2 separate regions of the Columba livia genome follow, and region 2 is linked to region 1. Evidence: chromatin contacts called from public Hi-C data. All regions are on one chromosome and are shown on one strand. Each heading gives the region's core, a stretch centred on a gene start, on an enhancer-like site or on the middle of the called end of the contact. The rest is flanking DNA. Distances are from core to core; before and after follow the strand shown.

Region 1 (6,631 bases), core at 2,055-4,554:
TCCTTTGGGCTGGCATCGTGCTCCAGCTAATGGGGGCAGCTATTCAGATCATCTGCGTCTGCTTAAAATGGTTAGACGTAATCTTTGTGTATGCTAAGTGGGAGGTAGCTCACTGGTCTTTGAAATGTGTGTGAGCTACTTCATCGCTGATTGCAAACCAAGAGCATCTTCGTGGGGAAGTTTGCTGCTGAAACTAAAGTGAAACTTTACGCTTGGCTTTCTCATTGCTACCTCCTGAGTCACAACATCCTTCTTTTGTCACCATCACCTTTCAGTTTAGAAAGTGGCAATAAGCCATGGTATTCAGCAGTGAGAAGTGAGTCTCTCTGTGTTTGTGGGGAAGAGATGAATTTATAGAGGTGTTAAAATTTGCTCTTTGAAAGCAGCGAACACTGAAGGGTCCATCTGGGGAGAATGTTTCTGGCATGCTGCAATTTTATGTTGCTTCCCCATGTTTCTTGTGGAGACAAGCCCCAAGGAATCTGAAGACTTGGCTTATTTTCCTGATCCTGAAACAGATTTCCTGCCTTGCCCAGCCGTGGGCAAGTCCTTTAGCTTCACGTTTTCAAGCATAGTCTTTAATTTTAGCCCTGTATCTTGAGATACCCCAAATCTGTCTTGCACATATATTAATCACTTACAACTCTAGCCAAAATTAAGAGAAGCTGCCTGTACGCGAAAGCGCACTGAAAATTAGATGCTACTTCAAAAAACCAGGGCCAGCTCTTGCTCAGCTTGCTCATATGTTCAGTGGAGATCATAACACCTGTCCAGCTGGGGAGACATCAGGCTAAATTAACTAATGTTTGTAAAGCATGTGAAGCAATTTTTTTTTTTTATTTTGGAGCAGTATTTGCAAATGTGAAGGAGAAGAGCCCTTTGAGCACTGTTTCTCTTGTTTTGGTGTTTTTTTTGTATTCAAATAAGGATAAACATTACCTCCTTCAACAGCTAGCTCAGCTAAATGTTGCATGCCTATGAAGGTTTTTACTTGGAAGGATTAGGGCATGAGATTTTGGTTCCTCTCACTTGTTTATGAGCATGAATTTGCTACACATAAATCACTGCAGGTCAGAACATTGCTGTTCTCTTAGCACAAGGTAAGAGAGCACAGAATCACTCTTTAATGTTGTGCAATTGGACAGGATTTGGCTTGTCCTGACTTTGTGTTTGGAGAACTCAGGCTGCCCTTTGTGCTTGATGTTTTACCTCTTTTTCTCTTGAAGGTCCAGTGGAGAAATGTGACTAGGTGCATTTGCATCACTCACTCATTGCCTGATCTTTGTCTGTGTTCAGTATTTTGCTGAAATTAAAGTACAGCTTCCTCATCTTTTGCTCTCTGTGGGATTTCCCGGTGTTTCACTAGACTGCAGTCTGATGGCAAGCTCAAGCTGGCACTGATGCTGAAAGAAGCAGCTGTATTTTCTTCATACCTGGTCCAGAGTGCACGTGGCTGAAAGGTGGACCGGACCAAGGAAGCAATCTGGCTCAGAAAATATCTGTTTCTTAATCAGCTTAGTTTTATGCAATTTAGTTTCAAGATAGAGCTGAGCAGCAGGGCAAGAGCAGGAGCTGCAGAGAGAGGGAGTCAAGGCCCGGTCCTTCAGGTGGCCTTGCATGGTGGTGTTTGCAGAAACGCAGTCTCACTATTTGCCTCTCTGTGTCTCTCCATCTCTCTTAGTGCCACTATCTTTTGGTGTCGGGGGGGTGGTGGCAATAAGTTAATGTTACTCAGTAGCCAGCAATCAATGGGGATATTGTGCCTTTCTGATCCCAAGGCTGTCCCCTTCCCCCTTTCCATTCTTTGGTTTACTCAGTAGAGCTACCCTGATTCACATCAGCTAACAATCTGTTTGAGAAGAAACAATTAGGCCCATAGAAGTTGTTGACATCTTTTTTTTTTCTTTTTTTTTTCTATTTTTTTTCCCAATAGCATACTGGTTACTCTGGTCCAGCTTACCCTTCTGTGCTCTCCATCTCAGGCATTCCTCCCAGATGCAAAGACCCCATCCGGATGGGGACAGAACGGCAATCCTCCCAAACATTCTGGACCAGGAGGCTGCTAATGACACTCAGCATTTCTCACAGACCATGATGTGGCTGCTAAGCAGGCTATTAATTGAAAACACTGTGCATTTCACTGCCCAAACCAGGCAGACTCCCCAGGCCAGCTGCAGGCCACCGACCGTGCCCTTTGAGGCCACAGTGCTGGCGATTGCTGGGATGAGCCGGATGGACTGCGGTTGCAGGAGGCCATCAGAACAGCTCGGGTGTCTTTTCCAGGAAGTCGAGTGCACAGTCCCTGCTTCTTCTTTCTCTCTGGTCTTCTGGAGTTCATTTTAAGTCAGATCCTGAAAACAGCATCCTGCTGCAAAAGAGACAGTGGTCCTAGAAACAGGCTCCTACTATTAAAAAAAAAAAAAAAAAGAAATCCTACAGGAGCCAGATGCCCTCGACCCTGACAAGGATTGATCAAGTGGCTGGTCATATCACCTTTCATTTCTCTCTGGCAAGAGGGAAAACACAGAATGATGGAGAGTTTTCAGGTGGACTTGTATTTAAACTTCTTTTTTTCTGTTTTTTTCCCTACAGATGGGAGTCATTCTGCACAATGTAGTGCCAGCACAGAGACAGTACCGAGGAGCAGTCATTCCTCATTGCAGCATGCTACAGATTTGCACTTAGTGAGAGGTCAGATTAGATCATCACCGTAGAAAGGAAATCTATTTAAATATATCTCCTGGAGGTACGGGGGGCTCTATGACAAGTCTGCTGGTGCAGGGTGAGTCTTTGGGCAGAGAACTGCCTTGGAGATGGGAGACGGGAGCGAGGGATGCTCAACCACACCGCCAGCCTTTGCAGAACCACAGTGCTGAGTCTTCCTGCAGGTCTTGCTGCAGGCGAGGACGGCTGGTCCTTCAAGCGGTGGCTCTGACTGTTTCCCACCTGCACGGTAAATCACGGCGCTTCTTGAAAATTAATTAGGGTAATTACAGACGTGACTTTGCTCCCATTTCAGGGTGCCATTCTGCCCGCCCGGGCAGGTGTTCCCGTCAGGCAGGATCCGGCCCGGGGGCTCCGCCAGGTCGCTGTGACGGGATGCGGCCGGCTTCGGGCGTGCCGCCAGGGGGCGCTGCGCCGTGCGCCGTGCCGTGCGGGGGCGGGGCCGCCACCGCCCCGCCCCTCCCCGCCGCGGGTCCGCAGGGTCCTTTCGCCCCCCCCCTCCGCAGTCCCCTTCGCAGCCTGGCCGGGTGTGCGGGGTGCAGTTCGACTGCCCATGTGGAGAGAGCTTGCGGCTGCGCTGCTCTGAGAGGGGAAAAGTGCCGACTCGGCGGTGAAGGCGGTGGTGGCATCTCGGGGGTGTGCGTGTCGGAAACAACGTCCGGGGGAGCTGGTCTGGCTGTTCGAAAGGCTCAGTTCATTAACTTCGCGCTTCCTCGGCAGGGCACCAGGCATCACGTTAACAGCAGGGGTTTAAGAACAAAACCAGAGAGAGCATCAGACTGGGAATTGCATCCCTTTGCTTATCTCCTGTCCTCCCCAGCATCTGACCATTCCTCCTTGCCCCATGGGCTGCACACTGTGTGTAGTGCCTGGTGTCCCACAGAACGTTCCTTATAAAGACATCTCTTGGCACAAAGAGGGTCCCTGGGAGAAGTATCCTAAGTTGAAATGAAGCTTTCTTGGACTAAGTAAATACCAGAGGTTTATTTCCCATTAAGCTAACAGAGAGTTGGCTCATTTTGCTGCAGTTTGCAGCGTCCAGCCACATACGGGTGGATACTTCTTATCTTCCTTCCTCTTTATATTTCCAGTCTGGGAAACAGCAAAAAAGTTAGTGAAAAGAGTAACATCTGTGAGAGAGAGAGAGAGAGAAAGGATGAGGCAGGCTGGCCAGGCAGGCAGCCTCAGGAGATGGTAACACAGAAGAGCTATTCATTCTGAGCGCCAGTTGCTCCTCACCCGGCTAGATTATAAATTGGACACCTTATTAAGATCTGATCCACCAACAGCCCCACCCAGGGCTGTGCTCATGCTCTAGAGCAGTGGAATGTAATTCCATTTCACTATTAATGCCTGTTGCTGGATAAGCACATGCACAAGCAGGGCAGAGGATACTAGGCAGAAAGCAGCAGCACCCTGTCTGTTTTCTGAACTGTCAGTTTAAGAGAAGAGGGCAGAGTTGTGGGAGGGAATGGGGAGGAGGTTGATTTGTGCTAAAATTTGGGATTTGGGCTCTATTTTTTTTTTTCTTGTTTTCTCAGTTGTAACTTAAGAATGCTGACTCACTGGCACCGTGCGCCAACCCAAATGTTGCTACTGGAATTGACCACTGGAAGATCCTGGTGAGATACAACCCTGCCATGGCAAGGCTTTGAGTGGGCCTCTTCGGTGATTCCAAGTTTATCTTCTGATGGTTTGCTTGGTCACTTATTTCTTGCCCCAAAATCTGGACAAATTTAGGCATATGTCAAGTGGAATGGTTGTTGTGGTGAAAATTTAATGGGAGCAAAAGTTTAACAAATTCAGCAAAGTTTTATCATCCTTGACAAGACTTCTGAGCTTTTTGACCTTTATGTACCTTTCAATCACTTGAGAAATTCCCTTGCTGGCATTTGAAATGCACAAAGTTATTGCCAGTTGTCAGAAATAAATATCTGGCATGTGTTCTTCAGGCCTTATTTTTGTGCTGAAGAAAACAAGATGGAATATTATAAACCTGTTTTTGCATCTCTGAACAGTATCCCTGCTCATACATACATGTTTTTCCTTTCAGGCAAAACCATCCGGGAAGTTTATGTGATGCTAGATACATCATGAGGTTTCTACACCATCAGAGCATTTGTTCTGAACATTGTATAGATACGTGGCTGGTTGTTTCCTTATTGAGGTACCTCTGCTTTACTTTCCTTGGCAGGCAATTTAAACATAGTTAGATATATTGCAACTGAGGAGTGGTCAGGAAGCTAAAGAGCAACATGGAAACGCAGCTTTAAAACAAGGTCCCCTCCCTCTGTATCAGTGAGTTACAGACATTGATTCAGGTGTATTTAAACGGTATCTTCTAGAGTTTCGAACTTGTTTTGCATCTTATGTAACTGAAAATCAGCTTTTGTGTTTGTTTTAGGAGGAAATAAATTTATTTCAGATCTGATTATCATTACTGACTCATTTGTCACTTGATATGATGTCACTGGTCTGATTATCTGATTATTCCGAGTCCCTGAGTGTCACTAGTGTGTTGGAAGGCAGTGACTCCTCAGATGTTCATGGATGCCTTTATGTATCCGCCTCCAATGACTTTACAAATTCCTGAAAATGAACACAAGGCATTTTCAGCTTTTCTCTCCCTCTTTTCCTCTCCTGTTTTTCACATAGGACACTTTTGCCAGTAACTTTCCTAGTAAAATAATGTGTCTGAATTCATGCTGTGTGTGTATGTCTGTGTATGTGATTCCATGGGCTATACCTCCGCACCTCTCCAAAAATGTGGAACCATTTGTCAGTCAGTTTGGCAAAAGAATACAGATCTGAAAGTGAAGTTCCTGTAAGGTTAAAAGGGAGATGCAAATGGGTGCCTGAGAGAGCCTGTTTGTGCTAGAAGCACCATGGTACTGTCAGCTCAGCTCACCTTTTCTCTAACACCAGAGAACTCCCACTGGAATGTGCCCTTGGAAATCAGACTTCATTCTGTCTGTCAGTCATGGACTATTTGTTTGTTTGGTATGGTCAGAATAGAGACAGGAGGGCTGGGTTGAAAAACTGGAGTTTCCCTTTTGTTCTGCACTTTTGAGATTAATGGTTGTCTCCTGCAGGTGATCAGAGTCCATAATCATGTCATAGGCACTAGGGAACCTGGGATCCACACACCTTCAGGTTGGGTATTTATTTTGTTAAAGAGCAACATAACCATCAAATTTCAATATAATATTAGAAGTGTGGATATCTTTAAACCAATTTTTGCCAAGTTTATGAATGCTTTGAAAATAAGGGCAAAGCCTTCAATTTGAGCTGGGACTGAGTGGTCAGTGGAGCGATGAACAGAGCTCAAGCTTGTTTGGTGGTCTTGTGCTGTTGAGTAAATGACTGAAGCATTCTTGTATAGGGTGTCATTTCTAAGCCCACTAGGTTGTAGAAATCAAGCCCAAGCGCCAAGTTCAGTCTAGCAAGTCATCTGATCAGAAACAGTGCTGAAAGACTGAGGCTTTTGCAGCAACAGTTATTGGGGTTTCCAGGATGAATGAGTTCAGATGAACATTAAATCTTCAATTAGTCTTAATGCTAGTGATGGAGAATGTATGACATCATGGAAATGTAAAATACTTTCCTATACCATCACCAAGCCCAGGCTCTTGCGACTATTCAGCTTCTGCCAACTTGTCTTCATTCATTTGCTGATCTCAGCCAAGCCCTTGAAGAGCTGGGCAATGGTATTATTTGCATGGGAGGTGAAGATGATGTAGAGATGGGTGTCATGTGTGTACTGCTGACAAGTCAGTCCATGGTGCCACTCTAGAGGCTTTATATAGATATTGAACAGGCTGGGTGAGAGGAAAGAATCTTGTGTTATTCAGCAGGTGGAAAAGGTTTTGGAGGTTAAGGAAAGAGCAAGTGTTTATCATAAATCTCT
Region 2 (6,631 bases), core at 2,861-5,360, 67 kb after region 1:
CTGCTTGGGAGTCCAGATCTGGGGGCCCCACAGGGAATGGCACCAGGTAGTTCTCCAAGCCCGGGTCTCCCCCCAGGGCTGTGTCTCAGCCAAATGCCTGGCATGGTGGGTGCACACGAGTACGTGCCACCTGAAGCCACCTGCGGTCTTGGTGTGAGCACAGCATGTGCTAAGGAAGCCTGAAGGAAGACAGTGCAAGGAAGCTTTCAAGCCTTTCCTGCATCTGGCTCCCATCCAGCTGCAAATAGTCCAGGGATGCCCTTTCCAGATGTGGACTGACACCGTGGCTGTCCAGGGAAGCTGGAAATTGGTGGGGGAGGGAAGGGAGGAGGAGGCATTATTAGCAGAGCTCAGCTTAAAAATGAGAGTAGGTTTAGGAGGCTTCTGCAAAGTCTCCCTTCTGCAGAGAGAATGTTTTTTGAGGCACCTTTGGCTGTGGATTGCGAGTGACCGGTCATCGCTGCAGGTGGCTGCTGCTGCCTCCCAAAGCCACAGCAGCAGCATTGTTGAGCTGCAGACGTGCAGAACAGCTCACGCCAAAGCTGCACACTCACAGGTGATCTTTCGGTCTGTACATTTTCCATCGGAGCTGGCAGCAGCTCCTGCGGTGTGCATGCTTCGTTGGCTGTCCAAAGAAGGAACCGGGCGGGCGTTGATCCAGTTGAGGCGGTTTCGAGGAGCGAAGGCAGGAAGGAAAATTACCAACTTTGACATATGTTGCTCCCTGCAGGTCTCTCTTATTATAGCCTGGCAAGATGTCAAGGTGCACAGACACGACCCAGACCTGTAAAACCCCGTGGCTGCTTTGCCTCCCGTCCCACCCCTTTCACACAGGCAGAAACGACAAAATCATTTCTGGCATACTAGGAAATCCTGGTTCTTGCTATTATGAAGGAGAGAGCATGCACTTATACAACCCTGAGCTGCCATCAGAGGGACCCGCAGGAGGGAGAGGGGGAATAGTTCACTTGGAAAGGAATGCTGCAGTGTAGGGCAGTGGTTTTGACATACTGGAGCGAAACTTGGCATAGGGGAACAGAGGGAATTTGTTTGCCCAGTAGACGTGGCACTTGAGCAAGAGATTAAATGAAATGGCAGTGGAAATCTTGAGAGATCTGAAGAGGTGGGTAGTTAGCACAGGGCATGTGTCTGTACCCCTTAACACAGGTTTCACCATGCTGGGTGTCCATAGCTTTCTAAAAACTGTTATTTATCTGCCTCTCTAGCCCTTTTGTCCTGCTAGCATACATGAGAGGCCAGCTGTGTGCCTAGTCCTACCCAGGGTACAGGCTCCAGCTTGGCAAGAAGAAATGAGGACCCAGGGTTCAGCGGCCTGCAGTGTTTATCAGCCATTTGTGATGGCAGAAATCTACTTACTTTTCCGAGAATATTTATCCACTGTAGCATGCCAGGAAGAATGTAGTGTGGCATAGCAGCCATCCAGAACAATAGCAAGTATTTGTTCCTGGTAAAAATTTACTTGACACATGTCTTCATTTGCAGCATATCTCCTGTCTTGGATCAGATGAGTGGGTCTGGGATGTCCTTCTGAAATGTCAGTCATTAAGAGCACTTATGTGGAAGGGCTGGGAGAAATACAAGTGTGCATCAAGAAGCATTAGGTGTATGTTGGATTAACACCTTTCATTCTTCCTCCTGACAAATCCCTGCCAAGGTGTTGACATCTAAACAAAACACGTTAAACCTTCCTCTTCATGGATTCTTTCTTCTGGGGCGAGTTCCCCATCGCTTGCTTTCATGCTGTGCTTTCAGCCGTTGTTTTTGTAGTCTGTCAGCACAACCTTGGGAGAAAGGACTTTGGCTGAGAGCTGAACACACAGTACCAGCTGTACTGATTTCCAGCTCCTGGTATGTAGCAATGGACTTTTACACTGTGCCTTCTTTGCCTCCCCCAGCTAGGCTGAAATCTCTTGCCGAAGTTTCTGCTCTTCTGCATGGCTGAATCGTCTCGGCCAAGAGAAGTGGCTGGTTTAGGCTCCTTGCAGCCCCGCTGTCAAGATGGGAGCCCCTTGGCAGGGCACACAAGCCACGTGGGATGAGGGGCTGAAGGCATCAGAGGAATGCTGATGTTCCAGCAAACTTTGGGATGAGCAAGGGAAGCTGGAATGCATGAGCGGATCAGAGGAGAGGAGGAAGCGAGTGGGAAAGGGAGATGCTGGGTGATAGATGGGAAGGAGAGCAGAGGGCAACGTAAAATCACACAGGGGATGGCCAGGATTTGAAGAATAAGGGCAATAGAAGATGAGGGAGTGTTATAAGTGCCTAACTCTCTAGGGAGCTGGTAAGAAATTTGACTTCCCCACACCCCCCATCTCTGGCTTGGACTGTATTTTGAAAAAAACCCCAAAAGATATTTTAGTGACTATCTTTTTTGTTGTGAAATAGTCAGGTTCTTGCACTATGAATTTTTTTTCTTTGCATTCACCTAGTTATAGAAGTGAAGCAGATTAAAATCAAAAGCACTTTGTCACATGCTTTGCTGCCCTGTCCTTTTCTCCTTTATATGACTCTGGCAAGGAGAGGTGCAAAGCACAGACTTCACTAGTGTTACGCGAAGTTGTTATCTGGCAGTTGTGATGCTCTTTAGCCTTAAACAGAGGTTCATATGAAACACAGGCCCTTTGTGTGGATAGAGGAAAATAGGATGAAGAAATCAGGTAACACCAGAACAGCAGCATGCCTGGAACAAAGGCTTGGAAGAGTAATGTGGGAAGGGGAATGCTCCCGCCTCCTCCTCCTCAAATATTCTCTGGGCACTGGGACATGATCCGGAAAGTTCCCGTTGTCCTAATGTCACTCAGATGGAAGGTCTCTTCATCCCATCATGTGGCCTGCAGATCCCAGTGACCACCGACTCCTTTCACCTGCTTCCACTTAGCATACTTTGGAAAAGGGTGTATAACTGTGTTTCCACCTTGTCCCCTCTCTTGCTGCTGTTTGTCTTTCCAAAGCATACCTAGCACACCTATTTTTTCTGGCAGTGTGTTGATGAACTTTTATTTGTATGCTAGGGGGCTTGTAAGAATTAGGGTCAGCTTGACATGAGTGGAGTGCTGTACAGAGATCTTTACAGCTGTTCACAACGCCTGTGTTGAGTATGAGACCAACAGCAATTAGGATCCAGGCCAGTGCCTTCAGTGAATAATGGTCTTGGTTACTTGGAAATATCAGATGGCTTTGGCTTTATAGAGTTGCTATGAGGAAAAAAGTTAAGTAAACAAAGAAAAAGAATAAGAGGAGGGAGTGGTGTTTTTTTATTGGCGTAATCAAGAAGGGCAGTCAAAAAGAGAGAAAGAAACTGGAAAACAATACCCTGGGTCTTCTCTTGCAGCCCACAGCACAAAACAGACATCTTATTTGCACGCCTTGATGTTCAATATCCTTCTCCATGAGGACTTTTGGTTCCTGTCCCTCAGAGACCTTTCTTGGAGGCCAGTCTCATTATTTGGGTGCCCTGCTGTTAAGATTTGTTTCTAATTCCTAACATAAGATCCTCGTGGCCACACAGTCCTGGGACCTCATCCCTGTGAAGCACCCTCACATCTCATGGCCTCCATGGCAGCCACTGTTAGTCAACAGCACTCAGCAGCTGTCCCTCTTTTGTGAGGTGTGTCCAAATAGTCCACTTGGCTTTCTCTGGAGGTTTGAAGATGCTGAAATGGGAGACTAAGAGGGAGATGCTTTCTTGAGGTTTTCCAAAGCTGCTACACTGCCTGTTGCATAGATGCCTTCCTCTCCTAGAGATGAGGGATAAATGCTTTCAGATTCCTGGAAATATTTTAATTTTGTCTTTCCTTGGGAAAAATAGATAACCTAAGGGAAGCAATTAGGCTGTGTTTCTTGGTGTCAGGCTGTGGAAATAGGCACTCAGCCACCTTTGCCAGACCGACGTCAAAGTCTGCAGTCTTCTGCCCTTCTTCTCCTGACAGGCGGCATGGAGCTGTGCAGGCAGCTCCTTCAAGTTAGGGGCCTCCACCTGGATTTTTGTGCTCATTTATCTTTACTGGTGCAGGCTAACTCTGAGCACAGAGGTGGGCAATGAGCCTTCCTCAGCACACCGCTGCTCAGAAACAAAGTGAGCCCGTTTTGCCACCCCACAGGAACCTCTCTGAAGACTCTGAGGTGAGGCAGGACTTCTCACAGCCTGCTTTCCCTGCCTGCAGCAGGGGTTGCCTCCTCTCACGGTGTTCCCTGCAGTGCTCCGTGTTTCCCTCTAGAGATACAGCCTGTAATGAGATCAAGATGGAGGGGCAGCCTTTCAGCAACCTTTTGGCCTGCTCTAGCCATGGATGAGGGCTTCCAGTGCACCAGTCAAGGGGATGAGATCTAGGTGGTCCTGCCTTCCAGCAATGATGGAGCTGGTCCTTTCAGGGCAGTGTACTCTCGCTTGAGATGACACCGAAAAAGCCTTGGCTCCTTGCAGGCTGCTGGCACACACGACTTGCTACAGCACTGGCAAGTTTTTAAGGTTTTTGTCAGATGGGAACAGTGGTGGAGAAAAGAAAAGTGAAACCAGATGTTTTTCCTTACGGTTGCTTCATATTCATATTGGGGGTGGGGGGCCGGGGGGAGAAGAGAGGCCATAAAAATGTCATAACCCTTGATCCGTGAGGCTCAGCGTTATACTCTGCAAAAGCCAGTGCAGTAAATCTGCACCTCCTCCTCGGCAGCTGTGGGTCCTGACAGGGCAAGACTGTTGCGATAGCTGGGCGGGGAGATCCTTTGCATTTGTCAGCATAAACCAGAGGAAAAAGCCTTTTGGAAGTTAACACTGATAGGCTACTTTTATGGAATCAGTTATTTTTTCAGATTTCTCTGGGGAGGCGTCATTGCCAAGTCCTGAGGCTGACCGGCAGGCTTAGAAATTTGGGATGTGTCTGCACGGCAATCAATCTACCCAGCAGGCTCTGCCGACGGAGCGGAGTTAACTTTATCCTCCCCAGCCTGGGCTCGCCTGTCAGCACAGCCAGGGCAGTGACGGGGCAAGGACTCACTGCCAAAGCATTCACCCAAATTTGCCAGTGGGGTTTTGCCTGCTAGGCTGTGCTGTGGGCACCCAGCCTGAGTGCCACTGCGATGGCAGTAGCATAGATGAAGCTCTGGTCAGAGGGTCTGGCTGGCACCAGAGAAAAGCCAGCAGGGAAAGTCAGACTCCAGTCAACTCTTTTTTTTTTTATATATTTCTTATATTTTTTATTTTTTATTTTTTTATTAGAGAGGCTGCTTGTTGTAGTCAGAAAACAACGGTGAGAAGTGCCAGGCAGCCCCCTTCCAGGGAAATGCATGCTTGTGTGAGCATGGGGCTGGAAGAGAGGAAATGAAAGCTGTGTACACACATGCCTCAAGCAAACAAGGATTTAAACAGAAAGCAGCTAGGCCTTTACTGCCCTGTACAGCAAGGACTGTGATAACTGGGTATTTTTCTTGATATTTCTTGGTATTTCCACACTCAGTTTCTGTGTACATGTCAGCAGTGAGGAATGGCTTTCCCTAATCTAACCCAGACAGTATGGATGCGCATCTGCCCTGCAGAGGCTGGGCTGGGAGGTGACTTCAGCTGCCAGCTCGGATTCTGAATCCCAATTTCGCTGCAAGGGCAAAGGTAACTAGGTTTAGCCCTATTTTGGGGGGGATAAGTTGTGTTACTTCCAGTGAGATGCAGGTAGGTTGCCATGCTGTGCAATGTGTAGTTACAGTGCTACTCGTCCTAATGGGCAAATGGGAACAACAGCAGCATGAAAGGTGAGAAGCATGTGTAGGCTCTGATGGAGAGGGCAGTGGGCTTGAACTCAGAAGATTTTGGTTTGGATCTCAATTCAGCCAAAGAATCCTGTGGTTTCTGTGGTCGAATCATGCAAACCAGCTTTTGGAGCTCTCTGTCCTTTTGCAAAACAAGTCAGTTGCCCTCCGTAGCCTCTGCTGGGCCCTGCAATTGTACACTGTTCAGGTATTATGGCAGTGTGGCCCAGTTGGTTAGAATAATTTTAAAAAGTATTTTCATATGTGGGTCAGTCATTCTGCAAAATAACTTCATGGAATGACAGCAGTTTTCTTTAATTTTGCAACACATTTTACTCATGAAGTGACTACAAATTCGGATGCTTCGTGACAGGATTTGCAAGTGTTTTGCCTCACTGCTTGGTTTCTCTTCTCCACTGCCACATCAAGTGATGGAAAGTTGGAGCCATTTGCAAGCTGCCTGGCATTCTTGTTCTACTACTGTGTGATCGCTGGCACTCTGGACATCCTGGTGCACTGTGGCCATAAAAAATGGGGTTTTCTGTAGGCAACTGAGCTTCCAGCAACTCTGTATTGACTGTGTTGTTCTCAGAGAGATGGGGTTCTTCTGGTCCTTCATCAACGATCATGTTTTCTAGACTCGTAGTCTATCTCACTCCTCTCTTCTGAACTCTTTCCACTTGGTTGGTGTTGAAGTGTTATGTCCAAAACTGGACAGCAGCTCAGCTCTGGCCTGTCCGGTTCTGGGTGGAAGGATTACTTCACTTGTCCCGGGGGCTTTTCTCCTGTTAATACATCCAGCATGTTGTTTTTCTTTTTCCAAACTGTGTTGCACTCTTTACTGACGTTTGGCATATGACCCCTACAGAAT

What was found. Hi-C and Micro-C count contacts between places; a contact is called where the count stands out from the background.
Region 2: a Hi-C map of crop shows a contact between it and region 1, with 3 times the contacts expected there. The contact joins two enhancer-like sites. A contact is called at or near these places in 2 of 2 Hi-C or Micro-C datasets (crop and liver).

The regions. Positions count from the first base shown.
Region 1 is chr2:72,015,522-72,022,152 of bColLiv1.pat.W.v2, forward strand. LOC110366305 (a long non-coding RNA gene) reads left to right here. Exons shown (of 5, transcript XR_002426548.2): 3 at 2,593-2,953; 4 at 4,266-4,346; 5 at 4,778-5,352. It overlaps LOC110366324 (a long non-coding RNA gene), which reads left to right and starts at 6,023. Exons shown (of 5, transcript XR_010470286.1): 1 at 6,023-6,631. Within about 2 kb of position 3,305, at least 1 of the 3 cell types and tissues checked has an H3K27ac peak away from gene starts, as active enhancers do.
Region 2 is chr2:72,082,096-72,088,726 of bColLiv1.pat.W.v2, forward strand. No RefSeq gene overlaps it. Among named protein-coding and RNA genes, the nearest start is that of LY86, 56 kb to the right of the region's middle. Within about 2 kb of position 4,111, at least 2 of the 3 cell types and tissues checked have an H3K27ac peak away from gene starts, as active enhancers do.